Linked DNA regions of Oryctolagus cuniculus: region 2 is linked to region 1. A link is a contact called in public Hi-C data. All regions are on one chromosome and are shown on one strand. Each heading gives the region's core, a stretch centred on a gene start, on an enhancer-like site or on the middle of the called end of the contact. The rest is flanking DNA. Distances are from core to core; before and after follow the strand shown. Region 1 holds the start of OSR1 (odd-skipped related transcription factor 1). Region 2 has its middle 400 kb from the start of NT5C1B.

Region 1 (5,065 bases), core at 1,221-3,720:
GGCAAGGGAGCCCCGGGGGCGGCAGGACTCCAGGCTGCACACACAGAACCCAGCCCTCTGGGTGCCCTGCTGGAAGAACCCTCTGACCTTGCCCGACCTGGCCTCCTACTCCTCCCACACCTCGGGCTCCCCAGGGGTTTGGGAGTAGGGGTGCTTGCGACCCTTAAGGCCCTGGGGAGTCAACCTTTTCGGGCTCTCTGCCCGATCCTGTTAGCCCCGAACACAGCAAGCCCAGCCAGCTTCCGATTTCCTGGGAGCACTTCGAATCCAGGGGACGAAATTCGTTCGAAACGTGGCTCTTCACACTAGTACCGAGAATGAGACCAGTGCACGACCCAGTCCCAGGCCCTCAGCTAAGAGAAAAGCTCTCACACGCGCCTCTCCAGCCAGAGAGGTAGAACAAACGCCCGGCGCCCCTGCGTACCCCAGGGTGAGCGCTTTCGATCTTACAAGCGAAGCGGGATCTTCAAACCCCCTCCCCAGGCCAGGCATTCACCCCGCGCGGCCTCAGAACCTGGAAGGTGCGCGCCCAGGTCGGGACGACGCGAACTAAGTAGCGCTTAGTCCGCGCTGGGGAGGCTCGGGGCCCTGAGCCGCACAGGCACTCGGGTCCCTCGCGCGGTGGGTCGCCAAGCCCGGGTCCGCCGCCAGCCCCCATGTCGGGCATTAATGAAGTGTGCAGAGTCTATTAAAGTGGTTTATTCGGGGCTAATTGAGCGTGAGCGAGTTAACTGCTTCCATTAATGAGGACGGAGCGAACTCCATGGGCTAAGCGCCTGGAGGAGCCCAGCGGCAGCCCAAGAAAATCATCCTCGACTCGAATACCCAGCACGGGCGGTGACAGGCGTCCGGACCCCCGCCGAGAGGAGTGACCAGCACCGGATACTTCGCTTGCAGTCTCTCAACGAAGGAGAGCGGGAGAACCCACGGAGGAGGCGGCCTCTGCGCCGCCCTGAGACGCGGACTGCGTCCTCGGCGATCCGCTCCCCGCTCATAATGGAAACGCAAAGACTTGGAGGAGCCCAGGATGGAATCTCGACCCACCAGCCGCTCGCAGTCCCCACCGGCCCTTCTGTTCCTTCGGAGGCTGTGCACCCGAGAGACCAGCCTTGCACGTGGTTTTTCCTTCCAAGACCAAACGCGCAGCTCTTGGCTAGGGCGAAAATACCAAATTATGGCCCCAAAGAACCCCTTGCAGCTACTCTGCACTTGAAGACCGCACCCGCTGCTGGGCCGAGCTGCTGACAGCGACTAGATGGGGTTGCTCGTTCTCCTTGTAAGAGGCGTTTCCGGCGAAAAGGGAGTTCAGCGTGCATTCCCTCTCCTCTTTCCCTCCCTCCTTCGCCTTTCTCTTTTTCTCCTGAACTTCGGGTTTAGGGGACAGGCAAGGAAGCGAAAAAAATCCTCCTCCCCTTCCAAACCCCAGCCCGTAGACACCCGCAGCTGCAAAGTGTTTCCGCGTGCGGGTCTCGTACCGGGAAGACAGACTCGCGCCCCCTGCGTGCCTCCCAACACCGGGACTTTGGCGGGCCACGCTCCAGGCCTGGCCGATGCAGAGCAGGATTCTCCTGCAGGGAGAATCCCTAAGACCGAGTGCGAGTCCGAGGCGGGGGTGAGATGCGCGGCCCTGTGCCCCGGGATCCAGCCAGGCTCTTACCTGAGCGCAACTCCGCTTTAGAACTCAAGAAAGCGCTACTCGGCTAGGGCATGCACCTGTCCCTGCGGCCTTGGCCATCCCCTCACTTTCCCTCCCTTCGTCAGCCCCCAGATGCTCAGCCTGAGCTAGGAGAGCGCCTCTGCAAAGGCTGCGCCCGCCCAAGTCGCTCTGATCTTTTAAAGGGAGCCCACAGACGGACTTCCGAAGCCCAGGGCCACCTCGCGCGGGGTTCCACGGAGCCCCCGCCAGGCTGGAGGCAGTAGCAGAGGCTCGCCCCGGGCTCTGCCGAGGTCGCAGGCCAGGACCCCTGCGCGGCAGGTCCCTGAATCAGTGCCCCCAACCAGCCTGGGCGACTCTCACTTTCACTAAGGTCCTGCAGCCTTGGCTTTGACAAGGGGAACTTCCTTCGGGGGCCATTGGGAGAGTGGAGGCACCCGGCAGGCTGTGCCGAGGAACCCGGGAGTCCTGCCCGCACTCCCCTGGCGGAGCCCGGGCGTCCGGGCTGCAATTACCTTGTTCCGCGGAGGTCCCGCGTCTCTGGGGCTCTCGCTGCAAGGGGCCCGGGAAGTCGGAGGCGCTGGAGCCCACGGACACCGCTGGCGCTCTAAAGTCCTGACAAGTCTCCGGCTGCGGGGATTCCGAGGGCTCCGAGCTCCCGACAGGCGGGAGAGCTCAGCGGCCCCGGAATCCTGGCCGCCGGGGGATGGTGAGCCTCGCTCGCCGCTCGCTCGCTGGCTCTGAACCGGGAGCGGCTGAGAACGTGCTGGGGAGAGGCCGAGCTCCGACTCACTCATCCCTTCGCACCGAGCCGCCTACTTATTTTAATCCACCACCCTCCCTCCTCCCCCCCCCCCCCCCGCCCCTAGCCTTAGGATTCCTCCCCTCCCTCCCTGCCTCCCCCAACTCGGCCCTGCGCCTGCGCGCTGAGACACAAAGTTTTGCTGACCGGGGCGGTCAACTTTGGCAGCTGCACTCGCTTGGCCCTGGCCTCTCCGGACATTACGTCCCCTCCCCTGCAGTCCTGCGCGACCCCTCCTCGCCTTTTAAGCCCAGGAGGGCTTGCCTGGTGCGCTAGAGCAAACAGCCCTTCGCAGACCACAGCAAGCTGGTATCCTGCGTCTCCATGTCCTATTCTTGCTCTGTACTCCGCTAGGTGGGAGGGTAGGAGCTGTGTGCCCTGGGATCCCGGCACGTAAGCTTGGACCCTGGCACACTGTGGCGCCTAGCAGTCACCCATTCTCCCAAAATCCCTTCCAAAAGGCTGCAGACCTCGGGTGTGGAGCAGCTTCTGGTCATCAGAGTGTGCTTAGGGCCAGTGCGGTGACCTGGGTGGCGCTGGCTAGAGCCACAGTCACCGACTCGAGAGAGTCCTAACGTTGGAGGTTTTCCAGCTAACCACATTCCCTGGGTTCTGGGTTCAGTAGAAATATCTGAGGGTCGCACAAGGAGGTCCAGTTATTTTCCTGGGACCCAAAACTTTCTGGGGTCCCCCCCCCCAAGCACAGCCTGCTTTCTAGTGGATTACTGCTATCAGCATGGATGGGAGTCTGGCGAGCAGGGAAGGCAACCAATGCAAACTATGCAGTTGTCAGCAAAGTTCAGATGGAGTTTGGAATCTTAAAAAGAGTAGGTATTCCTGGCTTCCAATAATTCTATCTTCATTGCCTAGGCCTTATGGAGGGTCCCAGTACCCTCCTGTCCGCTCATCTCCTGGAGCTGACCTCCAGATGACCCCACCGGAGCCCTCCCTGTCACTTCTCTGGAACACCCCCGGCAGGGTCCGCCACAGGAGGAGGCGCCAGTTTCCTGGGGCTCCGGTGGGTCCAGATTCACACCATTGCACTCCATCTCTGTCCGGAGTTATTGCCAAGTGACTGTTCAGCACCCGAGAGAGGGTCTCTAACCCATCAGTACTCCTCCCTTCCCAGGAGTCCCTACTGTCCCCAGATTTGGTTTGCAAAGCCCATCTGATTTTCTCTGCAGGGTAACTGGAGGGCTGTGGTCCCTGACCTTCGTCATGGTCACTGGAGATGCACTCACCCCCAGAGGCTGGTCCTGGGTCCTTTAGAACAGCTCACTGCCTCTAACCCCTGGGTAACCTGGGCTTGAGCAGGAAGGGGGATGTGGAGGTGTAATCTCTACCCCAGGACTGCATTCACCAGCTCCACCTCACAGGTCAGCACAGAACTAACAGACCCATTAAGCTTGCTTGTGCACCCAAAGTCTTAGCAGCTGCCAATATAGGGGTGACATTCTAACCAGAGAAGGTAGTAGATACCGCCATTTGCCAAGAGATTCCTGGGCAGCAAATTCTGAGAGAAGAGGAAGCCCTGGAGAGTCCTGGCAGGGCGATCTGGGACTCATTGGCTCCCATCTTGGATGAGAGAGTCTCTTTCTGTACCAGCCTCAGGCTCTGCAATTAGGCAAAGCCTGGGGGACACTGCCAGCCACGGACGCTTTCCAAGAAAGGCCAGCAAATGAGGCCAGGACACTGAGGTGGGATGGAACCGTCTGGGGTCTATCAGGGTACCTCAAAAAGTTTGTGGGAAGATGGAATTAAAAGATAAGTTTATTTTGGTGCAAAAACTTTGAAATCCATGCATTTCCATTTTCCCCATAATGCCCATTTCCTAGAACTTTTTGGAGATCTCTCATATATCACCCATCTGCTCTGAACTCCTCGCAGCTCAGCCGAGCTTCCGCCATCTTTGCACTTGTCTCTCCTTTCTACAACAGCATACTCGGCCAACATGCCTCAAGTCTCCCAGAAAGTTCCAATTAGTGGGATCCGTAAAGAAAGAACCGTGAAACCAGGTTGTTTAATGTGTTTTCCCGATTATCTTGAAAACTCATCCTGACTCAGGTAGGGAAAGGTGGGGAATCAAGGCTGGCTGCGATCCCTCGTGGTCCAAGGCCCCAGGCTGCTTCCCTCAGAGAAGTCTCTGCTTGAGGCTGGCAGCAAGGGCAGGACGCGAGGAAGCGAGCGCAGCGACGCTGGAACGTGGGCTCTGGCACCGCTCGGTGTCCTCTAGGGCGGGCCTGTTTCAGAAGCCTGCCTCCTGGGTCGCGCACAACCTCAGAGAGAGCCGGGGAAACGAAATTCAAGATTTGCTAGGCATTGAAAGGTGCCCCCTCCCACTCTGAGTTCCCAGAAGAGCGACCCCAAACCCCCGCCCCGGTCTCCGCCGGAGGCTGACCTGCGTCAGGGTTCCCTCTGGGCGGGGCGGGCAGGAGAAGTGCGGAGAGCGAAGGACCCCCGCGGCGTTGCGCGAGAAGACGCTCCGGATGGGAACCCCCGCGGCGCCAACGGAAGAGAAATAGAACGCACCCAGAAGGGTCTGGGTCTCAGCATCACGCCGGGACCGCGTCTTGGACCGATTGGGGAGGGCAGGACCCAGGACACCTAGG
Region 2 (4,925 bases), core at 2,173-4,672, 410 kb before region 1:
CCCTCCAGTGGAGGCTGCGGACAGAATCTGGCAGATACTTTCATGATAACCATAATAACATCTAACAGTGTTGGGAAAAAGAATACGTCCCAAACACAAGCACTTTGTAAATGTTACTTTATTTACTGCTCATCACAACTCTGTGAAGATGACACTATCATAAGTTATATGTAGATATATTTATATTATAATTTGTATTGTTCCCCAGAATAGTGATCAATGAATTTTGTCTGAAAAAGACCAAACAGTAAATATTTCAGGACTTGACGATAATCCACCTCTGCAATAACTCAATTCTGCCATTGTGTAAAGGGGAACATAGACAATATGAAAAGAGTGTTCCAATAAAATAATTTCTGAAACCTGGAGTGGCACATGGCATAAAGCTTGCTTGCCCTAAAATATAAATGTAATAGTGACAGCCACAACTCAAGACATCCTTCATGGCTGTAGACTCACCTAACTCAGATGTGATTTTGCAGGACCTATTCCAGAAGCAAATACTCACATTCAAATTGAGTGACTGTTGTGTATTCAGGGTATGCTAAGAAATTCTGCAGGTGCTGAGAATACAGAGATAAGTTGAAGTGTGGTCTCAGACTTCTAGGTTCAAAGACTAGGTGTAAGAACACCAAGTAGCCAAACATCTGCTTCATAGTGCTGTGATAGAAACATAAGTACAATTCTGTCCCGGTTGCCCCTCTTCCAGGCCAGTTCTCTGCTGTGGCCCGGGAGTGCAGTGGAGGATGGCCCAAGTCCTTGGGCCCTGCACCCCATGGGAGACCAGGAGAAGCACCTGGCTCCTTGCCATTGGATCAGCGCGGTGCGCCGGCCGCAGCGGCCATTGGAGGGTGAACCAACGGCAAAGGAAGACCTTTCTCTCTGTCTCTCTCTCTCACTATCTACTCTGTCTGTCAAAAAATAAAAATAAAAAAAAGAAAGAAACATAAGTACAGCCAATGACACAAGAACAGAGAGGTGACTCCATCAGTTCACGTATATCCCAGGCCTTCTGTAATGGTCCAGTCACCATGCTAAACCCTGGGAACATACATACCTGGAACTGTCACAACCTCTAACCTCATGTAGCTGAGAGTCTGATGAGAAAATTATGTTTAAACAAAATAATTTTGCAAATATTTACATGTGTGCAAACTGTTGAGAAGTACCAAGTTCTATGAGAGTGCATGAACATGTGGAATCTGGAAACAGGGAATTTGTCTGGATTATGAGGTGGTAGGACATGAATTGAAAACTGAATTAGGGCCAGACCAGAGAAGTCTGAACACCAAGTTAGGGAATTTGGGCTTTATTCTGGAAACACCTGGGAGGCATCAAAGATTATTGAACAGGTGAATGACAAGACTAGTCATTTTGAAAGAAAACTCTGGTAACCATATGTGGAGTAAATTGAAAATAGAAATAAGGTCAACAGAATCAGCCATATCATGACCTTAGTGAGAAATCATTTAATGAATGCATGAAAGTGGCAGAAGAAAGATGCCAATGATTGTCAGGCTGTGGAATAAAGCCACAATGAGAAGTGGGTGCTACTTACACAGGCTTTCATAAATATTTTAATGAGTACTATATTAATTCTCTGTATAATTTTTGATATGGCTGTGGGTCATCATTTGCTATAAACAATATCATTTGCCAAAGTACACTGGGCTAAATCTTTAATCTTTTAAGTATTTAAACAAAATACCTGCATTTATTTGCTAATAGCTTTCTTAGAATCCATTTTCTGCATGTGTATTCAGAGACCAGAGGATCCTCAGTCAGTGTGAGTACATACTCAGGAGTGTGGCACTGATTTGTTGTTCTGGGCTGAGTACTTTCAAAAACGATGTCAGCGTTTTTATTCTCTTTAACACTTTATAATCCAAGAGATTTCTGAAAGCGGTTCTCTCCTTCAGTGGCTTCACTACAGATTTGATCCCCAGAACTTATGTTGTGTGGTCATATTAGCCTTTTCCTTCATTTAGTTGCCAAGTGCCATTGAGGCTCTGTTCAAAAATATATCTCTGCTTTGTTCTTCCTCTTCCATTGCCACTTCCACCATTCCAAAGGGTGAATAAATTGTGTTTATAGAGTATGTAAAAAAAAAAAAGACAGAGATGGCAGGAGGCAATGAGAGTTGATGTGACAGTGACTTCTGGAGTAAAGGCCATAGATTAAAGACAGCACTGTGGCTGTCACCTGCATAGTGGCACCGAGTGTCCTTGCAGATATATAACAAAGCTGGTATCCTATTTGGGAGGCGAACTATCTCACCAGCAGAACTGTGAATCACAGAAAGTCTTGCAAGGCTGCTTCCAGGAAAGAAATGAAGCCTGAGAGTGAGGAAAGGGTTACAGGTCCCCCAGGCTCCAAGCAGCCACACGTCCATGAACAGGGTATCCACAGAAACACTGTCCTAACTGACAGGCAGCTGCTCACTTCCACAGCAGACATAGGTTTTAATATCTGCATCCTAATTTATTTGACATCTGCAGAACATCCAAAGAAAATATTCAAGTATGGGATGGGCAATCGGCTGCTTTCTGAGTTCATCAAATATCTCACACTCCTTTTTCAAATGTTTTCAGTTTTGCAAAACTCAAAAATGCATTTTGCCAAACATGTTCTCTGTTAATGTTTATTTAGAAGGGAATTTAATCCGTATGCTGCTGATGCATTTACACTTAACTCATCAAAATGTTTTACTGGAGTCATTTGATGTCCAAGAAACCTTTTGAGTCTTTTTTATAAGCCTCTTCAAGCCCATTTCGCTTCGAAACAGGAAGTCGCCTGTTACTAACCATAAACGAATGCAATTCCCAGAGGATTTGGTTTCATTTAAGACACAGAGAGACCACAAGGTCTCAGCCTATCCTGGACTCCACAGCAAAGATTTTCCTACTGAACCAACTGAGAATGAGCCGTCCACAGATGAGGTGCTGCTATTATTTTCCAAAACAAAGCCCTTTATGAAGAAGCATCTTTCATACAACTCCTGGGAAAGACGGTTACCAAAGCAGAGCGCTAAATCATTGGCTTTGCAGACTGCACCTGGTCAATGTCACTGTCTCCTATGAATCCATTTACCATTCAGAGCTCGTTTGCTAGTATTAATAGAACAAATAAAATGGAATGAGAGATAAAGACACCGGGATAGTGATTTCTTGCTTCAGGAAAACCTTGCTGAGTTACAGACCGATACAATGTTCCCAGCCACGAGCCAGGGAGCCAAAGCTGATATAAACACAGCATCCAAGCCACAGAACATGACTTGTTTAAGGCTTAATTCTGTGAAGTAAGGCAGGAAACAAGATTTATCCTTCTGGGAAACTTCTGGCATTGGCCTCGAGCTGTGCCTGATTGCTCTCTGCCGTCCTCACCATCCATTACAGCTATCTGAAGGAAATCAATTTTTTGCCCAAACTAAGGCAAAAGAGAAATGTCTCCATCTGAATCCCGTAGAAATCCTTGTGTTTGACGTGGCATTAAACAAGGGAGAGGGAGCTGCGCGCTGTGTTACTGCGAGGATCATCGTTGCTATCACAGGCCTTCTGGCTGTGAAGGGCAGTGAAATTAGTTGGGCGAAAGCCACTTTACAAACATAGTAAAAATAAATTACTACACTTAATAATTGAATCTTAAACTTGTCATTATGGCAAACTCTAAATTATTCCAAGAGCCTTCGCGGGGACTTGGCAAAAGTATCGGGAGCTGGAGGTCAGTTTTCATGTATGAAATCCAGCTTAGGTTATAACTGCAGGGCCACAGACTAAACGTTCAAAGGATGAATGGGCCATTGAGAAGTAAATCAGACTCCTTGAGGCTCTTAAATGAGTCCTGGAAGGCTTCAAGTCATCAGTGTGGTGGGCTACCAAAAGAATTGGGTTGTTAATAGAAGAGAATTTGGACTTGTTAATACCAGATTTTTTCCTTCTTTGCGTGTGTGTGTGAGTTTGTTTTTTAGCATGTTTTTATTCCATGTTATTTTAGTTTTAACTGCACGCTCATTGGGCAGTGAAAGCTGTGTGACTTGGTCCTTGGCCCACACTCTAACTCCTGGGCACAAGGCTGGAGTGTTTACACTGGAGGAGAATGTTCAGACTGTGACCCAACTGGGAGACATTTCACTGAACATCTGGCTTTGCTTACTTGTCCTAAATATTAAATTATTAGAGGACTATTAATATTAGACTATTTCATTGGTTCATTTCTTTTCTCCTTAAAATCATATTTAAAGGCCACTTTTTTTAGAATACAGTTTGAACCTCTTTTTAATACCACTGCCTCTAGATCTAGTATATGTGGATATTTTCAGGAGACACAAGCAGAAGAATTACCTAAGAAACAGACAAACAAAACCCACAAATCATTTTTTTTTTCATTCTGCTTGAGTAAAAAATTAGTTCATTCTTCACACTAAATATGTAAAACATCATATTCATATGCTACTCCTACTGCTAACAGTTCATGAAGATCCTGGGAAGACACCCGATTTGATAGCATACATAATTTAAATGGCTATAGATATTTTCTATTCTTTGTTCAGATTTGATCTCATGAATTATTTTTAAACCAGGGTTATACAGTCACAGTTGCCTAATTGCTGTTGGTAAGATCATTTGTGTTTCAGAGCTATGCATACACGTGTTCATTGATTCCATGCCAGCCTACTCTTGCCAGAATAGGTCATGGAAACACTAATGATCGAAGTGGTCTTAACTCATAAACCATTTCACTGAATTTCCCAAGTGTATCACCACACACATGCCCATGATACCTAAATGGAGCAGTTTCAGAAAGCACATGAATGCCTTGCATCGTGACATATAGGGTATGCGTTTTGTCACTTGGGTATGAATTACTAGGAAATGACCCCTTCATTTCAAAGTGACCTCTTTCTCTCAGAGAAATCCACAGTCCCC

The links. A called contact is a pair of places that touch in the nucleus more often than the background predicts.
Region 2: a Hi-C map of embryonic fibroblasts shows a contact between it and region 1, with 3 times the contacts expected there. The contact joins the enhancer-like site here to the promoter of OSR1 in region 1. A contact is called at or near these places in 2 of 6 Hi-C or Micro-C datasets (embryonic fibroblasts and psoas muscle).

Annotation. Positions count from the first base shown.
Region 1 is chr2:183,224,614-183,229,678 of mOryCun1.1, reverse strand. OSR1 (odd-skipped related transcription factor 1) reads right to left here and starts at 2,470. Exons shown (of 3, transcript XM_002710046.5): 1 at 2,170-2,470.
Region 2 is chr2:183,633,813-183,638,737 of mOryCun1.1, reverse strand. No RefSeq gene overlaps it. Among named protein-coding and RNA genes, the nearest start is that of NT5C1B, 400 kb to the left of the region's middle. Within about 2 kb of position 3,422, at least 1 of the 8 cell types and tissues checked has an H3K27ac peak or open chromatin away from gene starts, as enhancers often do.